Linked DNA regions of Sus scrofa: region 1 is linked to region 2. A link is a contact called in public Hi-C data. All regions are on one chromosome and are shown on one strand. Each heading gives the region's core, a stretch centred on a gene start, on an enhancer-like site or on the middle of the called end of the contact. The rest is flanking DNA. Distances are from core to core; before and after follow the strand shown. Region 1 overlaps PKD1 (polycystin 1, transient receptor potential channel interacting). Region 2 holds the start of PKD1 (polycystin 1, transient receptor potential channel interacting).

The links. Hi-C and Micro-C count contacts between places; a contact is called where the count stands out from the background.
Region 1: a contact with region 2 is called in a Hi-C map of subcutaneous adipose tissue, with 1.7 times the contacts expected there. The contact joins the enhancer-like site here to the promoter of PKD1 in region 2. A contact is called at or near these places in 2 of 5 promoter capture datasets (fetal liver and liver), 15 of 47 Hi-C or Micro-C datasets (adipose tissue, alveolar macrophages, blood and 7 more) and 1 of 2 datasets of contacts at active chromatin or transcription factors (skeletal muscle).

What each region holds. Positions count from the first base shown.
Region 1 is chr3:39,895,248-39,901,213 of Sscrofa11.1, forward strand. It overlaps PKD1 (polycystin 1, transient receptor potential channel interacting), which reads left to right. Exons shown (of 46, transcript NM_001246202.1): 40 at 115-262; 41 at 379-504; 42 at 706-880; 43 at 1,692-1,982; 44 at 2,056-2,190; 45 at 2,269-2,574; 46 at 2,670-4,208. The coding sequence ends at 3,149. TSC2 (tuberin) reads right to left here. Exons shown (of 42, transcript XM_003354671.4): 39 at 4,984-5,062; 40 at 4,824-4,915; 41 at 4,637-4,735; 42 at 3,677-4,542. The coding sequence ends at 4,372. Among named protein-coding and RNA genes, the nearest start is that of TSC2, 37 kb to the right of the region's middle. Within about 2 kb of position 1,489, at least 36 of the 83 cell types and tissues checked have an H3K27ac peak or open chromatin away from gene starts, as enhancers often do. A contact at or near this core is called in adipose tissue, alveolar macrophages, embryonic fibroblasts and 2 more, where this site is marked.
Region 2 is chr3:39,845,429-39,850,997 of Sscrofa11.1, forward strand. PKD1 (polycystin 1, transient receptor potential channel interacting) reads left to right here and starts at 4,181. Exons shown (of 46, transcript NM_001246202.1): 1 at 4,181-4,611. The coding sequence starts at 4,397. It overlaps LOC106504252 (a long non-coding RNA gene), which reads left to right. Exons shown (of 7, transcript XR_001303294.2): 6 at 110-153; 7 at 1,713-1,772.

The sequences.
Region 1 (5,966 bases), core at 239-2,738, 47 kb after region 2:
CCTTCTGGGCTGCTGGGAGGGTCGCTGCCATCACTCAGGGCTGAGCCCTGGGGGCAGGTAAACAGCCAGTGCTCCTGGTTTGGTCCTGCTCATTCTCTGGCCTTCTGCTTTCAGCGCTCTGCTCGGACCTTCCCGGCCCAGGGGCCCTCACGTGCTCGGCAGCCTCCGGTGGCTTCAGCACCAGCGACTATGGCGTTGGCTGGGGGAGCGTTACCCACAACGGCTCCAAGACGTGGGCCTACTCTGCCCCGGACCTGCTGGGGTGAGCGGGGAGGGCGGGCCAGGGTGCCTGGGGCGTTGGGAGAGCGCTCCTCGCGGAGCCCCGCCTGTTCCCGGGTTCCTGCGGGGCAGCGCTCTGACACTGCCCCCTCCCGGCAGCGTCTGGTACTGGGGGTCCTGCGCCGTGTATGACAGCGGGGGCTACGTGCAGGAGCTGGGCCCCAGCCTGGAGGAGAGCCGCGCGCAGCTGGGCTTCCTGCAGCTGCACAACTGGATCGACAACAGGTGGGTGCTCTGCACGCCCACGCCCCAGCCTTGCTGTTCCCAACGAACCCCCCCAGTGCACCTCACCCTCCTCCTCCACCCGCTGCCCAAGCCCCTGCCTCTGCCAAGGCCCCCAGCTTCTCCGCGGCGCAGGTCCTCCCCTCTCGGCCTTGACCCCTTCCCACCCGCTTGGACTCCGGCCCCACCGTGCCCTCTGCGCAGGAGCCGTGCGGTGTTCGTGGAGCTCACGCGGTACAGCCCAGCCGTGGGGCTGCACGCTGCTGTCACGCTACGCCTCGAGTTCCCTGCAGCCGGACAAGCCGTGACGGCCGTCAGTGTCCGCCCGTTTGCGCTGCGCCGCCTCAGCGCTGGCCTCTCAATGCCACTGCTCACCTCGGTAGGTCCTGCCACCCCTCACGGTTCCACCCAACCCCGCTCCCTCGTGGCCAAGGCCTGGCTCTGATACCGCCCACTGCCCCGCCCAGCCGGACCCCGCCCTGTGCTGACACCACCCCCCACAGATCCTGACTCCACCCTTTCCCTGCCCCGCCCACCCCAGGCCAGTCCCTCCCTCTCGTGGCCCCGCCCCACCCGGCTTGGCCCCGCCCACCTCGGCTCTGACACCGCCCCCCAGGCCCTGACTCCACCTTCTCCCTGCCCCGCCCGCCCCAAACCAGTCCCTCCCTCTCGTGGCCCCGCCCACCTCGGCTCTGACACCGCCCCCACAGGCCCTGACTCCACCCCCACGCTTCCCCACACAGCCAGCCTGACCCTGCCCTCTGCGGCCACCGCCCACCCCAGCCCGACCCGCCTCCACATGACCCCGTCCAACCGGGCTCTGCGCCCTCAGGCTGCCCTGCCCACACTGCACAGGCCCTTACTTCACCCCCCACACTGCCCTCGTGGCCCAGGCCGGGCCCTGACAGTGCTCCGCTGCCCCGCCCAGCCTGACCCTGCCCTGCGTGGCTCCGCCCACCGCAGCGCGGCCCCTCCCGATCCAGCTCGGGCACCACCGCCCACAGGCCCTGACTCCACCCTTGCGCTGCTCCGCCCACCCCAGCCCCGTCTGTGCCCCCTGGTGGCCTCAGCCGGCTCTGACACCCCCTTGCTGTACCCCCGACTCCAGTCTGTTCTGCCCCGCGCGGCCCTGCCCACCCTTGTCCGGCCCTGACCCCGCCCCACTGTGGCTGCGCCCCGGTCCTCTGCAGGTGGGCCTGCTGCTGTTCGCGATGTACTTTGCTGTGGCTGAGGTGCGCTCCTGGCGTAGAGAGGGGCGTGTGCGTGCCAGGAGGCCTGGGACCTGGGCGCGGTGGCTGCTGGTGGCACTGACAGCGGCCGCTGCGCTGGTGCGCCTGGCGCAGCTGGGCGCCGCTGACAACCAATGGACCCGCTTCCTGCGCCGCCGCCCGCACCACTTCACCAGTTTTGAGCAGGTGGCCCAGCTGAGTGCGGTGGCCCACGGCCTGGCTGCCTCACTGCTTTTCCTGCTCTTGGTCAAGGTGAGAGCTGGGCCGGTGGACCCGGGAGGGTGCTTCTGGGTAAGGTTGGGCCACTGATGCCCTTTGCCCACAGGCAGCCCAGCAGCTGCGCTTTGTGCGCCAGTGGTCCATTTTCGGCAAGACGCTGTGCCGGGCCCTGCCAGAGCTCGTGGGTGCAGCCATAGGTCTGGTGGTGCTCGCTGTGGCCTACGTGCAACTGGCTTTTCTGGTAGGTCCTGGCAGGGGGAGGCCATCAGAGGGGCCTTTAGCCCCGGGCTGCCTGTCACTCGTGCCGTCTTTCCCCCAGCTGGTCTCCTCCTGTGTGGACTCGCTTCGGAGTGCCGCCCGGGCCCTTTTGGTGCTGTGCCCTGGGGCCGGGGGTCCTGCCCTGTGTCCGGACGAGTCCTGGCGTCTGTCCCCCTTGCTGTGCACAGGGCTCTGGGCCCTGCGGCTGTGGGGCGCCCTGAGGCTGGGTGCCATCCTCCTGCGGTGGCGGTACCACGCTTTGCGCGGGGAGCTCTACCGCCCAGCGTGGGAGCCCCAGGATTATGAGATGGTGGAACTGTTCTTACGCAGGCTGCGCCTCTGGATGGGCTTCAGCAAGGTCAAGGAGGTGGGTACGGCCCAGTGGGGGGGAGAGGGACGCACCCTGGGCCCAGTGGAGCCCAGGGTGCAGCCGGACTGACCGAGCCCCTGTGCCGCCCCCAGTTCCGCCACAAAGTCCGCTTTGAAGGGGTGGAGCCACTGCCCTCCCGCTCGTCCCGGGGCTCCAAGTCTTCTCCGGACGTGCCACCGCCCAGTGGAGGGTCTGATGCCTCTCGCCCCTCCACCTCCTCCAGCCAGCTGGATGGGCTGAGTGGGGGCCTGGGCCGGCCGGGGGCCCGAGGGGAGCCGGAGCCCGAGCCCGAGCCCTCCCGCCTCCAAGCCGTGTTTGAGGCCCTTCTTGCCCAGTTTGACCGACTCAACCAGGCCACGGAGGACGTCTACCAGCTGGAGCGGCGGCTGCAGAGCCTGCGTGGCCGCAGGAGCCGTGAGCCCCCAGCTTCACCAGCCCCCGGGCCTTCCCCAGGCCCACTGCCAGTCTTGCCCAGCCGCCTCGCCCGGGCCAGCAGAGGCACGGGCCTGGCTACGGGCGCCAGCAGGGCATCCCTACTGGCCAAAAACAAAATCCACCCCAGCAGCACTTAGCCCCAGGGGGGCCTGGGCTCATGCCTCTTCCCTGGGCTGGGTCTGTGGCTTCCACTCTGGCCCCTCGGAGCCAGAGCCGACACCGCTCAGTATTACTACCTTCTGCCACCCTGGAGGCCTGGGGCCAGGCAGAACGGCTGCACGCAGGTCCCACCAGAGCAGGCAGCCCCGTCTGCACCTCTGTGGGCTTCAGCACTTTAATGGCCGCGTGGCCAGTGAAGACCCAGGGTCCCCTCCCCAGTCCCCTGTGGGAGGGCACAGCAGTACTGGACTGAGTGCCCAGCCTCCGAGACGCTAATTTATTTCCCGAGTCCTCAGGTACAGCGGGCTGTGCCCGGCCCCACCTCCTGGGCAGACATCTCCCCCTTGCTAAGGACCCTGGCTGCGGGGAGGGAACCCGTACCCCCCGTCATCCTCCCCCTAAGTTATTACCTCTTCTGTCCCCCGCTGCGTGCACTCACCTCCAGCTGCCGCTGTGCGCCGCTGTGCGTCTATCGTCAGTAATTTATGTGGGGTTAAAATGTATATATTTTTGTAAGTCGCTTTATTTCTCAGTAGGGCCAAGGGGCCTGAGGGCTGAAGCAGCCTGTGCCCATGGTCGCCTGCCTGGAGGAGAAGCTGGGGCTGCAGAGCTGGCCTCCCTCCCCAGATATATGCCCCTAGGGCTGGGGAAGCAACAGTTGCTTCTTGGATCCAAGTCGGGCCTGGGGCAGGTGCTGGGCCAAGGGCTGCGGGAGGGGCACAGCCTCCCCCAGGCCTTTCTTGTCACCGCTGTGGCCTTAGCCTCCTGCCCTGCCCAGGTCTGCTGGTGTCGGGTCTGGGCTAGGGCAGCACCCGTGCCTGGCACAGGACCCCAGGGTGGGGAGAGGGAAAGGCCGCTCCCTGGGGCTGGCTCCCAGCAGGAGAGGCGAGTGGGACAGTTCCCTGGGCGGCTTTCCTGAGTGGAGGCCCCAGGAGCAGCCGGACAGGCCCCTGCCCTGCGCCAGGGGCATGGCCCAAGCTACAGCCTTGACCCCCCCGCCAACAGACGGAGTCAAATAAACGAGCTGACTGACGGCCTCCGCGTCTCTGTCGTGTGTGCCGGCTGGGGCCCCACCAGCCCTTTATTCACGCAAATGAAAACCACCCCAGCTCCTTGCGGGCAGGGAGGGCTGCTGCCGGGGCGTGTGCTCAGCGTCTCCGACAGGCTCCAAGGGGACCAGGCAGCGGCCCGCGCGCAGCCTCACACAAACTCGGTGAAGTCGTCCACGGAGGAGATGAGACGCTTGCGCTGGCCCGTCTCGTAGGTGGGCGTGGGCTCCGCTGGGGCCTGCGCCGGGGCCTTGGCGTGGCCGGGAGGGTGCGTCTGCATCTGGGGCAGGCTGGCGTTCGAGTAGTGGGCCTCCTCTCGGATCTGCCGGAGAGGGAGCCGTGGCAGCAGGCCCAGAGGGGGCGCGGCATGTGCTGCCCACCGCCCAGACCCCACCCCTCTGGCCCGGCCTCCCTACCCGTTGGCGCAGCCGCTTGATGTGGCGGAGCCTGGCGATCCACTTGGAGGGGTAGATGTCCGTGGGGTTGGATCGGCTATGGTGCACCTGCGAGGCCATCTGCGGGGGGTGAGCACAGCCCTGAGCCCTGTGTGGGTGGCACCTGTGGACCCACCCCACCACCTCCCAGGGGCCCCCCTCTGCTCACGTTCGCATGCAGGGCCATCTGGCGGGCCACGAAGGGCAGGTTTCGGTCAGACACAATCTTGGCCACACTGGTGTCCACGAGGCCCTCCATGTCTGGAGAGACAGGGCGTTAGTGTGGGGCTCAGCCACGGGTGCCCCCCACACCCTGGCCCGAGCCTCACCTTTCCTGCACTGCAGCGACACCAGGTTGCACTCGTAGTCCAGGGGCGTGATGATCACGTGGACAAAGTTGAACTGGCCCTGACCGGACAAGAGCAGGAATCACCCTGGCACCCAAGGCTTGGTGGTTAGACATGTGCCAGCTCAGCGAGCGGCCTACACCTGCACCCGCAGCCACCCACCTGCCTGCTCATCTGTCGACACTTTCTCCTCACCCAGCTTCGGGGCAGGTCCACCACCGCATCCCCCCTCTACTGCCTCACCCACAGCCCAGCCCTACAGGACCCAACACTGGTCGAGCCAAGCGGGCAGAGCGACCCCTCCACACTGCCCAGGGCTCCTGTGCGGCCTGGCGGACACACCTCATAGACCCCGAAGGCAGCAGATGGAGCTCTAGGTGGGTTCCCAGCACACCCGAGCACACACCGTTCGTGACAGCACACCCGAGCACCCGCCTTGGGGCGGCCCTGCCACCACGCCTCAGACCCCTCCCAGCTGTCCTGCCCCGATGCGCGCCCCAGCTCTGCGGCACAGGAGGCCCAGGCCAGCCTCCCGACAGGCACTCCTGCCCTCCACCAGGCTCTCTGCCCGAAGCCCCAGCCAGTCTGTGTTCAGAGACCTCCTCCAAGGTTGTGTTCAGAACAAATTCAAACGCCCCTCGCATGGCACCTCAGCACTAGGCACCCCAGCACCAGGCACCCATCCGCTGGACCGTGCAGCGCTCACGCGGCTCCCCCGTGGTGACCACCTGGCCTGAGCCTGCTCCTCCCCACGGGACCTCGAGCCTCGTCTCGGAGGCAGGTGATGTCAGCCCCCCCACACTGTGCCACAGGGCGAGGAGAAGCGGCAGGGAGAAGCACCGGGGAGCAGGACTCAGCCGCCACGCCCCGCCCGGCACCAACATACCTCTGTGCCGACTCCTCCCAAGACACACGGCAGTGACCGCACAGGCCCCAGGAGGAGCACACCTGCCGTCCCCTCATCC
Region 2 (5,569 bases), core at 2,931-5,430:
AATTTGATAAGTGTTGACAGAACGATATACTTGTGAAGTCACCGCTGCAACATTATCTTCACTGATACCACCTCTTTCACATTTACCTTTCGATTATCTGCATGGTCAGGATGTCCAGCCCTGTCTGAGCATCCTCTGTGAACCATTCTTCAGGTGAGCATCCTTGGGCTAGGGTGGGTCTGCTGTGGGCTTGGCCCTATGATGTGGCAGTGAGCAGCTGAGAGGACCCAGAGTACCTCTAGGGGGCAGTATTTCCTAAGGCCACGTTATTGCCCAACCATTTCCCAAATCTTGCCAAAATGCTGTTACGTAAACTAGAATTTGTTAACTGTGCAATTCAAATTCCCTCTTTCTTGATTTTTTTTTTAATTGTCTACTTGGAGTTTCCGTGTGGCCCAGCCAGGTTATGGATCCGATGTCGTCACTGCAGTGGGTCGGGTCACCGCTGTGGCGCAAGATTGATCCCTGGCCCAGGGATTTCTGCATGTCCAGAGTGGGGCCAAAAAGAAAAAAAAAATTTTGTGCTTGATTTGTAAAACTCAAAGGAAGGTGTAATAAAATCTTCCACAAAGATTTTATGTATTTTATCTAATTAATATTATTTTTTTGCTTTTTACGGCTGCACCTGCAGCATATGGAGGTTCCTAGGCTAGGGGGCGAATCAGAGCTACAGCTGCCCGGCCTACACCAAAGCCACAACCACGCCAGATCCGAGCCACATCTGTGACCTACACCACAGCTTATGGCAACGCTGGATTCTTAACCCACTGAGCGAGGCCAGGGATCGAACCTGCCAGCTCATGGTTCCTACTTGGATTCATAGTTTCTGCTGCACCATGATGGGAACTCCCAATTTTATGTATTTTAACAGTTTTAGCTCTGTGTGCTGATCATCTATATATTTTTTGGCCACACCCGTGGCATATGGAAGTTCCCTGACTAAGGATTGAACCCGTGCCACAGTAGTGACAACTCAGGATCCTTCACCTACGGAGCCACCAGGGGAATTCACAAAGTTCTATTTTTGAGAAGACACTGGTTCATTATGTGTTCTACATAGATTGTGCCCCTAATTAGTGTAAAACAGTTGGACTTCTTTTCCCATTTACTGTCTTTTGCCTTAGGTTCTATTTTTTGGTATTACTACTGCCACACCACCGTCTTTGTCTTCATTTTTCTGTTTGCTTCCCGCCCTCTGGGTTATTTGTCCTAGCTGTGCCCTGGCAAATGACATTTATCTGGATTTAGCCTGCAGAATGCAGAAGTTCCCAGGCCAGGGATCAAACCTGGGCAGTGCAGCTACCCAAGCCGCAGCAGTGACAATGCCAGATCCTTAACCCACTGAGCCACCAGGAAACTTCTCGTTCTGTATTTTGATGAATATACTGATCCATTGTTTCCTTTTTTTTTTTTTTTTTTTTTTTTTTGCCACTCTCGTGGCATACAGACCTTCCCAAGCCAGGGATTGGATCAGAGCCACAGCTGCAACCTGAGCTACAGCTTTGGCAGCCCTGGGTCCTTAACCCACTCTGTTACAGTGGGAACTCCCCATTGTTTCCTTTTGTAATTCTTTCCTGGGCTGACCAGATTTTCTTGTTTCTTCCCTCCAAACTCTAATTTTCCCCTGTATTTTATGTTAATAGTTTAATTATTTTTATTAAAAATTTTTAATTATCGTTACTAATAAAAGCCTTTAAATTTATGTTTTAAAGGAATGAAATACCGGCATTTTTAACAACATGGATGGATCTAGAAATTATCATGCGAAGTGAAGTCAGCCATGCAATGAGACACCAACATCCAATGCTTTCACTGACATGTGGAATCTGAAAAAAGGACAGACTGAACTTCTTGGCAGAACAGATGCTGACTCACAGACATTGAAAAACTTATGATCTCCAGAGGAGACAGTTTGGGGGGTGGGGGGATGTGCTTGGGGTGTGGGATGGAAATCCGGTGAAATCGGATTGTTATGATCATTATACAACTAGAGATGTGTAAATTTGAGTAATAAAAAATAAAAACATAAATTAATATTTTATCAAGAATTAGGAATGCCCTGGTGGCTAGGTGGGTTAAGGATCTGGCATGGTCACTGCTGAGGCTCAGGTTGCTGCTGTCGTGCTGGTTCCATCCCCGGCCTGGGAATTCCCACACGCCGTGGGTGTGCCTGAAAAAGAGAGAATTAAACATTTCTCCAGCATCCCCCTCCCTGCATCAAACAGGATCTTTGCCACATTTTATTTCCTCTGACTCACCGTGGGAATTGTTGAAATAGCCCAGAATTTCATTTCTAGATATGTTATTTTCTTCTTCTTTTAAAATTTTTATTATTTTTTGCCCATCTCCAAAGCATGTGGAAGTTCCCGGGCCAGGAATCAAATGCCCACCACAGCAGCGATTAGAGCCACAGCAGTGACAATGCTGGATCCTTAACCCATTGAGCAAGGCCAGGGATCGAACTTGCATTCTGATGGATACCAGTCAGATTCATTACCCCTGAGCCACGACAGAAACTCCTAAGCACATCTTTTCTAGGGATTCCCTCATGGCTCAGAGGGTTAAGGATCTGGTGTAGTCACTGCTGTGGCTCTGGTTACAGCTGTGGCACAGGTCTGATCCATGGTCCAGGAACTTCTGCATGCCACACGAGAGGCAAAAAAAAATAAATAAATAAATAAAAATAAAAAATCTTTTCTATTTCAGAAATCCCTTCTAAAACAATTGCATTTATCAACCATACCTCAATAAAACTTTAAAAAATGAAAAAAGGGGAATTCCTGTGTGGCTCAGTGGTGATGAATCCAACCAGTATCCATGAGGATGCAGGTTTGATCCCTAGCCTTGCTCAGTGAGTTAAGGATCAGGCATTGCCGTGAGCTGTTGTGTAGGCTGGCAGCTGCAGCTCTAATTCAACCCCCAGCCTGGGAACTTCTATATGCTGCACGTGTGGCCCTCAAAAGAAAAAACAAAAGGAAAAAACTTGCATTTTAGTTGATTAATCTGTTTTGCTCATTTGGCATCACTGTTTATTATGGGTCCATCTTCACTCATCTTGAGACCTTGGATCTCATCAGTTTATTATCTGGAATTAAAAGCTTGGGTTTGCCCCTTCCTTACCTGTTGTGTGATCTGTCAAATTTCATTTTTTCCCTTTTTTTTTTTTTTGTCTTTTTAAAGTCACATCTGGGGCCTATGGAGATTCCCACGCTAGGGGTCAAATCAGAGCTGCAGCTGTCGGCCTCCACCACAGCTCACAGCAACGCTAGATCCTTAACCCAATGAGTGAGGCCAGGGGTCGAACCCAGGTCCTCATGGATAATAGTCAGATTTGTTTCTGCTGAGCCACAGTGGGAACTCCCAAACCTTCCCCCCCCCCGCTTAATAAACGGATTTCTATAATATGTGGTTCTTTATGTCTGGCATCTAGGATGTTTTCAGAGTTCGTCCATGTTATTCAGCTTGAATTCTTAGCACCACGTGCGTTAGTTCCCTAATTACATCCTGGGCGCAAAAGCTCCCTGGGCAGAGCCGCAGCACTGAGGAACTTGCGCCATGGAAAGAGGGGGCAAACTGCCCTGGTGGTGGGAGGTCCCAAGCACCCAGGTGCGCAGAACTCAGCTTCTTGCCCAGGGGCTGGCGAATGGCCGGCCGAACGCTGCCCTTCACCTGCCCAGGTGAGGCCCACCTTGTGCTTCACCTCCGTGCCAGGGAGAACCAGCTGTCATACTTCGCCGACGTTCTGGCAATTCCCTGAGAGGGCGCGATGCGCATTTATTGAGTGCCTACTGTGTGCCAGGAGCTCGGCAATCCGAGGTGGTGGAGAGGGACATAGGCGCTGGGAGTGGATGAGCGCTCGTAGAGGGCACTGGAGGTTCCGGCTGGTGTTTTCAGTGTTGTGACTGCTTGGGCTCTGAGGTCTGGGAGGCGCGGACGCCGCGGGCGGAGGGGAAGGGCACCGAGCGAGGGCCCTCGCTGTCGAGCCTGCAGCTGGATGCGAAGGGCGGAGCTCCTGATGCCCCGCCCCGGCCGCGCGGATGGCCCCTTCGCAGAGCGAAGGGCGGACCCTCCTGATGCCCCGCCCCGGCCGCGCCCGGCTCTGCCGCACGGGGGGCGGGGCCTAAGAGCGTCCCGCCCCCCGCGCCGCGCCGGGAGAAGGAGGAGCCGGCCGCCAGCCCGCACTGCAGCGCCAGCGCGCTAGCGGGCCGCGGAGGACTCGGAGCCGGGACGGAGAACCGAGCAGGCGTCGCGCAGGCAGACAGGCCGCAGCTGCTGCCGTATCCCGCCCCGCGCCCAGCCATGCCTTGCGCGGGCTGCGCCTGAGCCGCGGTCGCCGGGGCCAGGCGGGCTCGGGGCCTCGGGACCGGTCCGGGGCCATGCTTGCGCTGTCCTGACGATGCCGCCCGCCGCGCCCGCCCGCCTGGCGCTCGCCCTGGGCCTGGGCCTGTGGCTCGGGGCGCTGGCGGGGGTCCCCGGGCGCGGCTGCGGACCGTGCGCCCCTCCCTGCCTCTGCGGCCCGGCGCCCGGCGCCGCCTGCCGCGTCAACTGCTCTGGCCTCGGACTGCGGACCCTCGGGCCCGCGCTGCGCATCCCCGCGGACGCCACCGCGCTGTGAGTAACCCGCCGCCCTGCGACGCTGGTGAGGCGGTTGCCATGGCGCCCGGCTTGCGCTAGGACTCGCGGCCGCCGGGGCCTGCCGGGGCTCGGGGCGCCTTCACCCTCCCGGGAGAGGCCGCACGGGCAGGCCGCCGGCCTGGCGGGCCTCGCAGGGCGTGGGCGCGTCCCCAGCCTGCAGAAGGGGAAACGGAGTGCGGGCCAGGCCTCTCCCAGGGCGAGGCTCCAGCGCAGTGAGGTCGGCCCGACTAAATAAGGAAAACCTGGGACCGCAGCCGGCTCTCAGCCCGCCTGGCCTCAGCCAGAGGGAAACAGAAACATCCCAGATTCTGTGCGGGCGGAGACTTCTCACTCGGTGGGACTCCGCTAATGCGAACTGACTGAGGGCCTTTGGCATCGTGTGGGCGCAGGGCGGGAAGGTCCCGGCAAGGGACCACGAGCACTTCAACGCTGCTCAGAGCCTAATAGGATGCAGCTTGGCTTGGAGGGATACCCAGCACTTGGGAGCCCTGGAGAAGGACGCTAGGAGATGGAGAAGTCTGTGTGGACGGCAGGGAAGGCTCTCCGGAAGAGGTGGACAAGGGTTCGATGGATGTTTGAGAATTGGTTTGATACTTAAGGAAACTGGGTTTAGGTGACGGGAGGAGGGAACCATGTGTGCAAAGGCCTGGAGGGGTGTAAAATGCTGACACACCATTAGCAGACTTGCATTTTGGAAGAAATAATAACAGGAAGTCTTTATGGAGAGCTTGTCTCCAGCCCTGGCCTGTGCCAAACTCTTTTGAACCATCAGCTTTTTTTTTTTTTTTTTTTTTTTTTTTGGTCTTTTTAGGGCCGCACCCGCGACATATGGAAGTTCCCAGGCTAGGGGTGGAATCAGAACTGTAGCTGCTGGCCTACACCACTGCCACAGCAATGCCAGATCTGAGCCTCATCTGGGACCTACAACCACAGC